Linked DNA regions of Danio rerio: region 1 is linked to region 2. The links are chromatin contacts, called in public HiCAR-type maps. All regions are on one chromosome and are shown on one strand. Each heading gives the region's core, a stretch centred on a gene start, on an enhancer-like site or on the middle of the called end of the contact. The rest is flanking DNA. Distances are from core to core; before and after follow the strand shown. Region 1 overlaps tsc22d1 (TSC22 domain family, member 1). Region 2 has its middle 23 kb from the start of lacc1.

Region 1 (5,177 bases), core at 1,611-4,110, 180 kb after region 2:
TACTTCAAACAAAGTATAGCCTATTTAGGACTTTATACACTGAAGAGACATAGTTAAAATTAGGTTTTCACAGTCAAGTTAATTATGAAAACCTATGATACACATTAAAAAAAGACAAGCAATACACTTGCTTTAATGTCTAATTTAACAATAATTAGCAATAAAATCAAACAATAAAATAAATCCAAGCGTAAATTATTTAAATACCATCACTAGAGGATGAGATGGATTGATTTTAGGCCTTCACATAATATTGTTTTATCATCAATATCCCAATGTGTGCATCAGCAATAGTCACATTGCAGGATTAAATTATTTGTTAATGATTAAAAAGATAAAGACATTAAATATCATTATTATTATTATTTTTAAATCAGTTATACAATGATGACCTTGTTATTTTATGCGTTTCATTTCCTCACCTGCACTGTTAGATTCTCCAGAATACCATAAAGCACAGTTTATTTAACTTTTATCTTTGCTCCTTTGCATTTAAATATGCTCGTAATTTATTATAATTTATGCAAACATACTGCATAGAATAAAATTTGATCATCCCAGTCGACCTAAACAAATGAATTCTTTCCAAAAAGAGCTATTGAATGTATATGGTGAAATTACATTCATAAATTGCGGAAAATAATATATATATATATATATATATATATATATATATATATATATATATAGCAGTGTCAGATTTTTCCAATACTGTACAGCCCGGGGGGCTAAAGCAGCAAGTAGGTGGGAGTAAGTCCATCTCGAGAGTATCAGCTTACTAAGAATTATATTTAAGACCTTTTTAGTACCAAAGAGAATGAAATTTAAGACCCATTGTATAGTTAATTTTATTTTAGCATATTTTTTATAGTACCAGATTTGCAAAAAAGCAAAATACCACTAATCAATTACTATTATTTATGGAGCTGACTAATAATAATTGGGATGCAAGAGAATCACCCGTCAGCCTGGTTATATGCAAAAAATCCTCCTGATTTCGGTCCCCGGTCAGTTAATTAATGCATAGTTCTTTTTTTGCTAATATACAGTTTATTAGAGTGAAATCTCCACAAAATTTGTTTGCGTAAGCGAAATCCCCACGAGCGTTTACTTTATTTGGTTCCGCCTCTTTTGTTCCAGGTACAAAATAGACAGAGAAAAAAAGAAACAAAATTCTTCATGGGGTCGGTTCAATAGCATTTTTAACACCTTTGAAATGCAGATGCAAGACATAAGACTAATCAAGGCTTTTAAGTTTTCATCAAGCAGGGAATGACTTCAAGGACTTTCAAGATGTGTTTGACATGTTTAACACAAAATGAGTGACATGCCTCCACAACAGTTATCATATCACAGTTGAGTATACAAATATTGTGTTATTGAGTTTATCATCATAATATACAGTGTTATGCATGTATTATACAACTTTTCTGTCATTAATTGAAACACTGAAGGTGCCGATTCTCATTTTGAAATCACAACTTGGAAATATTCCAGTAAACATTAAAAGTGTATTAATTAAAAGTGAAAAATAGGGCTGAAACAATCAGTTTGGCTTACAAAAAAAAATTCAATTAATTTTCTTGTTGAGTAGTTGTCGATCATGTTACCTAATGCAAGGGCTTGCAATGTCATGATTTGACCACTATGGTTAATTAAAAGATTGAGATAAGTGATTTGAAAAAGAAAACGGAAACCAGGGTACAACTGCATTGTGTGTTGTCGTTTTTATATAAATAGTGTAAAAACAAACAAACTAATAAAACATTTTGCCGTTGCAAAATTCTCACCAAAAAAAGAAACAAGAAAAAAGAAAAAAAGCAAGACAGAAAATATACAGCTGATCAAACCGGTAAAAACGGATCACTACAAGATACTTGAATCCTGATGGGATCTTTTATTGCACCACTGCTAAATAAACTAAAAGACAAATAAGAATTTCAATTAGAATTTAAATTAAAATTCAATCGATAACAAAAAACAGATAAAAAAAAGAATGAAGCATTTAATAAAGAATAAACTTTAATAAAAAAATATAATTAAATAAACACACTGAAAATTTTTTATAAGAATAACTTTAAACTTTTAAGGTAACTGGTCGCGAAGAATTTATATGGGTTGAATTTAAACAAATGAAATGTAGTATGTTCAACTTAATTTGTTTAAACAGGCCATATAAACCAGTTATCTTAAAAACATTAACGGAGTAAATCAATGAGTCATTTTATTTAGTGCAGTTGTACACTATAAAAAAAAAATGAGCTAGCTTGTTAGTTTTTACAAATTTAAGTGGATTGAACATAATTAAGTTACTCAAGAGTCGTGTTGTTCGAGTTCATATGAACAAACAGCAAACAGTTTGAGTATCCCCAAACCATCTTTTTTTGCTTCTCTGTTTCCTCTATGTAATCTAAACCTGCTTAGCTTTGACATTGTGCAAAATGGCCATCAGAGGGCAATATAATCCACCATTGTAAAAGCAAACACTCGTTCATCTCAGTGTTGCCACATCCCCAAACTGAGACGCTGCTGACCTCTCCTGCCAAAACTCTCATCCATCAAAAGCCAAAATCATTGTGTCCAGCATTTCCAATAAAGCCTCACTCTCCTCTATTACATAAACCGAGGGAGTGGCAGCTCTCAAAAGGGTTCATTCCAGGTAATGAGAAACAACCAACCTCAAAACAAACAAAGCTCCTACGTTTGGGTTCGGCTGCAAAACAAACCCCAAAAAAGCAGAAGAAACCCAGGAAGGCTTTTAATCAGAATGCTGCATTTTTTGATTAAGTTCATGTGACCTTGGTGTGATACAACGACGCTCTGATAAAACTTCTTTCATGACCTCAGCATTGAAAGATATGAGTCAGTCTCTGTCATACGAGAACTATGCGGTCTGCCAAGTGACTAGTGAGCACATTTAAAGGGATACAGCTCACTTAAATAAAAGTATAGCGTCATTTTTTCATCCTCATAAGTAACGCTTTTACAACATGAAACATCTGGACCTCATTGACTATTACTGTGTGGGACAAGACATGTCAAAATATATATTGTATTCATCTGATTCAAGACTTAAGGGGCCTATGTCCTATGACCTATTATGCAAAAATCAATTTTAGAAGTGGTTTTAAAAGCCCCTACTTCGCATTAAAAAGTGTTTGTTTTTATTTTGGGGGTTTTAAACAACAGGCTGATATGCATGCAAGGTCAAAAACCCTTTCATTGTCTTATAATATGCATTTATTTTGACCTAATTATACCAATGACTTGACATGATTTGATCAGCAATTCATTTTTTTCCAAACCCCTCCTTAGCGCGATGCTAATCTGTGCTGATTGGTGCGATTACCTAGTCAGAGGTGATTGGTTGACTGCATTCAGCGTAAGACAGAGAGAAAAGGCCACCATGGATTATCAGTAGGGCCAGACGGAATCTGCAGACGTTTTTTGCTATTTCTGCGGAGTGATTTAGGTAAAAATCTGCGAATTTCTGCGGAATTATTTTGGGAGTATCCAGCGGAGTATCATAACTAAAACCTTAATATATTAAATAAAAAGTAATAAATTACTGAATAAAAACTGAATGAAATCAGATTTACACATTTGCTCAAGTAAATAAACAGAATTAATGATGGGCTAAAAATCTGCAGAAATCTGCGGAATTCTGCGGAAAATCTGTGGAAAATCTGCGGAATTCTGCACGCGCAGATTCCGTGTGGGCCTACTTATCAGCATTGTTGAAGTAGTCAGAGTGCAGAGTGTATGTGTGAGCCCAAGCAGGAGTGCAATGCAGTTAAACAGCAGCATATTACTCTACTCTTAATCATAAGTAAAAACAATGACACACATTCAGTATTAATCCACACAGTGGCAAAAGCTAAACTATTTTGAAACTTGACCACCGCATGTGTGTAAAAACAGCTGATTGAGGCCAAAGCAACGACAAACGGCAAAGGACAGCGAGCTCACAAACGCATTTAAATCTGTAAAGAAAGCGATATACATCGCGTTTTTAACATGGTTTTCGATTGCGATATATAAATATAAAGAGTTAACCAGATACTGTTCAAGCCATGGGGAGTGATTACAAGTAACAAAAAACAATTAAATACATATTTTGCAAGTTAGAAAAAAAAAAACAAGGAGACAACCTTATTAATCAAGCTTGTGAAATGGAGGAAGATACTGGTCCATAAACTGTGTACTAATAGCGTTTCTGTCAAGCTTTGACGAAGTCCCATACATCAGGTCTTTTTTAATCCTTCTTTCAACAAACGACCAACAAATTCCCGAGTTACAGGGTAGATTATTGCATTAATCACCAGAACGTTCACTTATTAATGTTGAATCATCTTCAGTCATGATCAGTTTCCCACATGCTACTGTCTGAAGGGAAAGGCACGTTCACGTTTTACCGGATCTGGCACTTCATCTTTGGTACTGTTCCGTGTTGATGTCGATACATCAGACAAAGGATTCAGATGAACAACAAATCATTTAAATGACTTAGAGTCAACTCTTTATAAAAAAAAATCTATATTTAAACAAGGTGTACTTAGGGATTTAAACATCAGCTGGAGGATTTTGTTCACCTAAATGTCCTTTAAAAAAAAAAAAATTATAAACACAGTTGTTTAGCAACAGTGTGTGAATAGATCCAACCTCTAATGGTATAAAAAATTAGTTCTTTTTTTATAATCACACTTCATAAAGACAACCGGCAGAAACTCTTCGATTAACATTCTGCCATTGTACACGTCATGGGAAAGGTAAAGTCCCGCACATCAGTGACGATGTCTTTTTCATTAGCATAGTCAGCCCTGAGTGACAAGCAGACATTACATTACATAGCTTTCACCATACCTGCCAAAATAGTCACCAAAATGGCACGATTTGGATCAAAGACTAAAAGGGGCCGTTTCAAAGAATTACAAAAACAATATGTGGGGTATTTTTAGCTGAAACTCCACATACACTCTCTATGGACACCAGAGACTTTTTACATCTTGAAAAAGGAGCATAATAAGTGCCCTTTAAAAGTTTAAAACAACATGAGGCTGAAAAACATATTATGTTTATTTTTTGGGCAAGCATCCGGTGTGCATTATCACCTATTTTTGCTGAAGCTTTCCAAACAAATAATCAGCGTTTCCAGGTGTCGAAATTAATTCCCAAGC
Region 2 (4,722 bases), core at 1,556-4,055:
CAGCCTAGTGTCACGGAGAACGAAGGTTTTAAACACCTCCTCCTGTTAATTTTTATTTAATTATAATAATAATATTAATAATAATAATGATAAAAATAATGGGTGTCACGGTGGCACAGTGGGTAGTTTGACCACCTCACAGCAAGAAGATTGCTGGTTTGTTATATTTTTATTAGCCTGTTGTTTACAGTGACAGTGATGTTTCAAAGCAGCATAACACTGCTAGTTCACGATCTTAAGTTTTGAATATTCAGTGGCACAATATATCTTTGTAAAACTTGTTTTAATAGTTGAAAGGTTAAATCACAATTCTTGTTGTGCAATGATAAACCTTTATGTTGAAAGAGTGCAAATATATATATTTTAATATATATTGCACTTATACATTCTGTTTATCTTGAAAATCCTTAAATAATATGTGCTATATGTTCTAAAATGGCCCTCTACCGAAACTAACACTCTGGCTCTGAGAGAAAAGCCAGTTTGTAAAAAAAGTCTTGGTTTTGCTTGGTTAATAAATAATCAAACTCATTTAATGGCACAGCATCCTCTTTCACATAATCTCATAAACTTGATCTAATTAGTTCGTGCTGAATTATTGCATTGTATCGTGATATGGGTGTGAATCGTATCGTGTTGCATCGCAATATGTCACAAATGTATCTCTAATATATCGGATCGTATTCTTTGTATCGAGATGCGTATCGGATCGGCATTATAGCTTAGATGCCCAACCCTACTATATACATTTCTGGAGATGGAGCATTATGTAGCCTGAAGTACGTATGGCATACCTGTCAACCCTCTTGTTTTTCCCGGGATTCTCCTGTATTTTACAGTTCTATCTCGCTATCATCCTGTAATAGTACTTTCCCTTATTTCTCACAAATTTTCTTCTGTCTTTTCAGTTTTCTCTGAAGGGTGGCAATGAACATTAAAGAGCCGAGCTTCCCTATATGTGACCAATACTGCTGAACCACCAGGGGTCATCCCCTACTCTTTAATGTGAGTCTGTACTGCGCTTTCATTTTATTTAGGCAAGAAAACACTTTGAAATAAATTTAAAAACGGTGGGATGCCCTTTTCTTTTCATTACAGGTGACCTCGCCCCTTCTATGCAATCCTCAAAACAGTCATATACATAGCAGTGTGTGACTGTCAGCTGACACGCTCCATAGTGATAAATAGATGCTATAAATAGATTTATAGTGATAAATAGATTTTGCAAACTAATTCTGTACATGTGATTTAAAGCGGAGCGAATGTCTGGGTTTTGGGTGTGTGTTTGAGCAGACATAAACACATAATTAATAATAATAACATCAAAAGATGTCGATCTTGTTTTTTTTTTTTTCAAAAACAACAAATTTTGTCCTAAATGAGCATAATAAGTTAGGAAAGCAATCGAATGCTTTCATTATAATGTTAGATGTGTGCATTTTTAAAGTGACACCTGTTATTTAATGTTATCAAACCATTTAACTCTTTATTTACAATAAAACAGCTTCAGATGAACATATTTAGTAATTTGGGGATTTTTTATCCCTTATTATGGTGGGCATATCTTTTATTTTCACATCCCAGTGTTGACAGGTATGACATATGGCTGCATTTCATCTTTAAAATGAACACTACGGAGCTGTTTAATGTTGTTCCTTTTTGCGTTTACCAGCTGACTGCTAACCTCCGTATGGACGGCTTTCCCATTGTTACTAGTTTGTCCAGTTAGCTCGCCATGTACTTCAATGTAGTACATGGAGTACCAAAAAGCAGGTAAAACAAAAACAGAAGCCAAAAAATAAAATTAAACAAGTAAATAATAGGGTAAGGATGTGTTAAAATCTGAAAATGTGGTAAAAATCAGACATGGGCTTTTCTTTTTCTGGATTGCTTTTGAAAACACTATTGGTTGGGTTTGGGGAAGGAGAAGAGTGGGTCAGTTGACGGGTCAGTCAGTCAGTCGACTGTAAATCCAGTAGTAGATTTATGCGAGAGCAGAAAGCGCGAATGGGAACGCGAGAGAAATTTGAGATCTGAAAAGCATACACAGTGGCCTCTGGTGGATTCGCGAATACAAAAACTGTGTTTTTGGAATGTGTTTGGCGCTCTCCAGAAATGTATATAGAGGTACATTTTTAGACTGAGCCTGGGTTGAATTAATATTAGAAGTCCACATAAACAGACGTTTAATAAAAAGTGTAGTCGCTGTTCTTTCGCTTCCGAAAAAAAATGACAGTAACAGCTGAGTGACCAGACATGTTTACATGAGTTAGTTGAAATGTGCATCAAATTTCACAACCTTTAAAACAATTGTGCTCTAAGTATATAGAAACAAATGGCTTTCTCTAAGAAAACTGATTGGCTTTCTTTAGAAGAAGGGTGATCTTAGTCACACACTCACTCACTACCTCCCTTGTACCTTCAGCTGGGATTAGAGATTAACAGAGAAGGTCAAGCTTTTTTTGTGAACCATAAATTTGCAGCATCGTATAATAACTAGGTCCTGCATTTAAAAATAGATTTAAATGCCTTACAAAGCCTTGCCTGTGAGGTCAAACACCAGATTAATAAAGTGCCTTTATGTGGGTCATGCGAAAAAAAGAGAAAGAAACTAAGACCACAGAATTTCAAAGAATATCTGTTTGGGGTTTTGACTTGAAATATAATTTTTTTCATTGCACTTAATAGGCAAACACAGGTTATTTTATGACGTTTTAGAGTACATATTGTCTACAGCTTAATTCTAGTTTCATCATCATATTGTGGTTCCACAGAACCATCGACTTACTGTAGTTTTTGTGATTTATGACTTCCGTTCACGCCTCTGCTTTCTCGTAACCTATTAAAGCAATCAACACACATTTCCTTTGTGCTAGAGGGAACCTTTTCAAAGAAAACCAAGTGACCTGACTTGCAAAAAAAAAAAAAGTTAAGTTGTATTTATGAAAAGGGATATAGATGTGGTTGATGTTTGCAAAGCCCAGTGGCATAGCAGAACTCGTATGGGAACCAGGTGCACATGTTTTGGCTGAAGTTTTTGAAAGCATTTACTCCTGAGCCGTAGTTTGTTTTATTAACCTGCATTCCGGGTTAATCTACATTTACTATGAGCAAACACATAACACCGTCTACTGGAAGTCATGTGATCTGCCCATAAAAGTGTTTGCTCAGTAAATGGGTGTGCTTGTAGTAAATATGATCTCTATTATATTTAACTGTAACCATGAATTTGTAATAATCATTCTAATTTTATGAGAATATAAGGAAGAACTCCCTATAGCGATAAGCAAATCTATTTTTGCTGATGTTTTAATGCTATACTGTAGGTTTTAAATAATTATTTTTGTAAAAGCTGTCAGCCTGCATTATTTCTTTCACACACACATAGCTCTTTATTATGGTCTATGTATAGCTATTTTCTGCCTTCATTAATTCCTTAAACTTATATAGTGCTTTTCTGGACACTCAAAGCACTTTACACATTGGGGGAATCTCCTCATCCACCACCAGTGTTCGGCATCCTACTGGATGACTTGACCGCAGCCATATTCCACCACACACCAGCTGATAGGTGGAGAGAAGACAGAGTGATTAAGCAAATTATGATATAAGGATGGTTTGGAGGCCATAATGGACAGAAGCTAGTGGGCAAATTTGGCCAGGATGCCAGGGTTAAACCCCTACTCTTTTCGAAGGACATCCTGGAATTTTTAATGACCACAGAGAGTCAGGACCTTGGTTTAACTTCTCATCCGAAAGACGACGCTCAATGAGCAGTATAGAATCCCCTTCACTATAATGGGGCGTTAGGACTCACACAGACCATAGATTAAGCGTCCCCTGCTGGCCTCACTAACACCATTTCCTGCAGCAACCTAGCTATCCCATGTGGTCTCCCATCCAGGTACTGACCGGGCACAGCCCTGCTTAGCTTCCATGTGAGAGTTGCAGAGAGCTAGCTGCTGGCTAGATTAGTTGAACTTGACAAATGTTTCAAATGTTTTTTTTATCCTTCAATAGCCTTCTGGGTTTCCATCAATGAGTGGCAGAAACCCCAGATTTTAAATACATAATCCTTATTTCACAAAAATGTTTTTACACTCACTTGAGCTGGTTTTGGATAGAGCCCTGCTTGGGCCTTACATCCAAGTCCTAGCCCGCCCCTGGCCCGAGACGCACAGGCTGTAACCCTGCCATTGTCCAACAGCTCAACAAAATTTTTTGGCTCGATTCCGACCTAAAGTCTGTTTTTTCCCACCAAACTGATTATACTTTCACACCCATTTTTAAAAAATTGTATTTACTAGAAAGTTTTTTTTGTTTCCTTTTTTATCGGAATAATTAAGATAAATGTTTTCGAATTGTTTTGTTTGTTTAGTTTTTAAATGTAAGTTTTAGTTTTTTTAAGTGACATCGATATTCAAGCGGTATGTGGTCCACAGGAAATTTACTCAATTTAAGTTGTGCATTGTGCATGACCAGTTGGCTCATGATTTAAAGTTGTCACTATTTGAAAAGTTGACCAGAACTTTGCCTTTAGTTAATGAGTAAGTGGAGATAGTTAAGTGAGGCAAACATATCCGATTGTCATTCATAGACATCGTTACATTATTTTGTGGCGTTTATTATGTGTGGTTTAAAGAACTGCAGATATAAATCCTTTATTTATTTCTTGATATGTCCCTGTAAATATCATTGCTGTAAAAAGGAACAAAAGTTGGG

Evidence for each region. HiCAR-type assays count read pairs that join an accessible place to other places.
Region 1: a HiCAR-type map of caudal fin shows a contact between it and region 2, with 7 times the contacts expected there. The contact joins two enhancer-like sites. A contact is called at or near these places in 2 of 18 Hi-C or Micro-C datasets (caudal fin and an unstated tissue) and 1 of 4 datasets of contacts at active chromatin or transcription factors (caudal fin).

Annotation. Positions count from the first base shown.
Region 1 is chr9:20,376,116-20,381,292 of GRCz12tu, forward strand. The region is part of intron 1 of tsc22d1 (TSC22 domain family, member 1); the gene reads right to left. Among named protein-coding and RNA genes, the nearest start is that of tsc22d1, 40 kb to the right of the region's middle. Within about 2 kb of position 2,861, at least 9 of the 62 cell types and tissues checked have an H3K27ac peak or open chromatin away from gene starts, as enhancers often do. A contact at or near this core is called in caudal fin, where this site is marked.
Region 2 is chr9:20,196,061-20,200,782 of GRCz12tu, forward strand. No RefSeq gene overlaps it. Among named protein-coding and RNA genes, the nearest start is that of lacc1, 23 kb to the left of the region's middle. Within about 2 kb of position 2,806, at least 1 of the 62 cell types and tissues checked has an H3K27ac peak or open chromatin away from gene starts, as enhancers often do. A contact at or near this core is called in caudal fin, where this site is marked.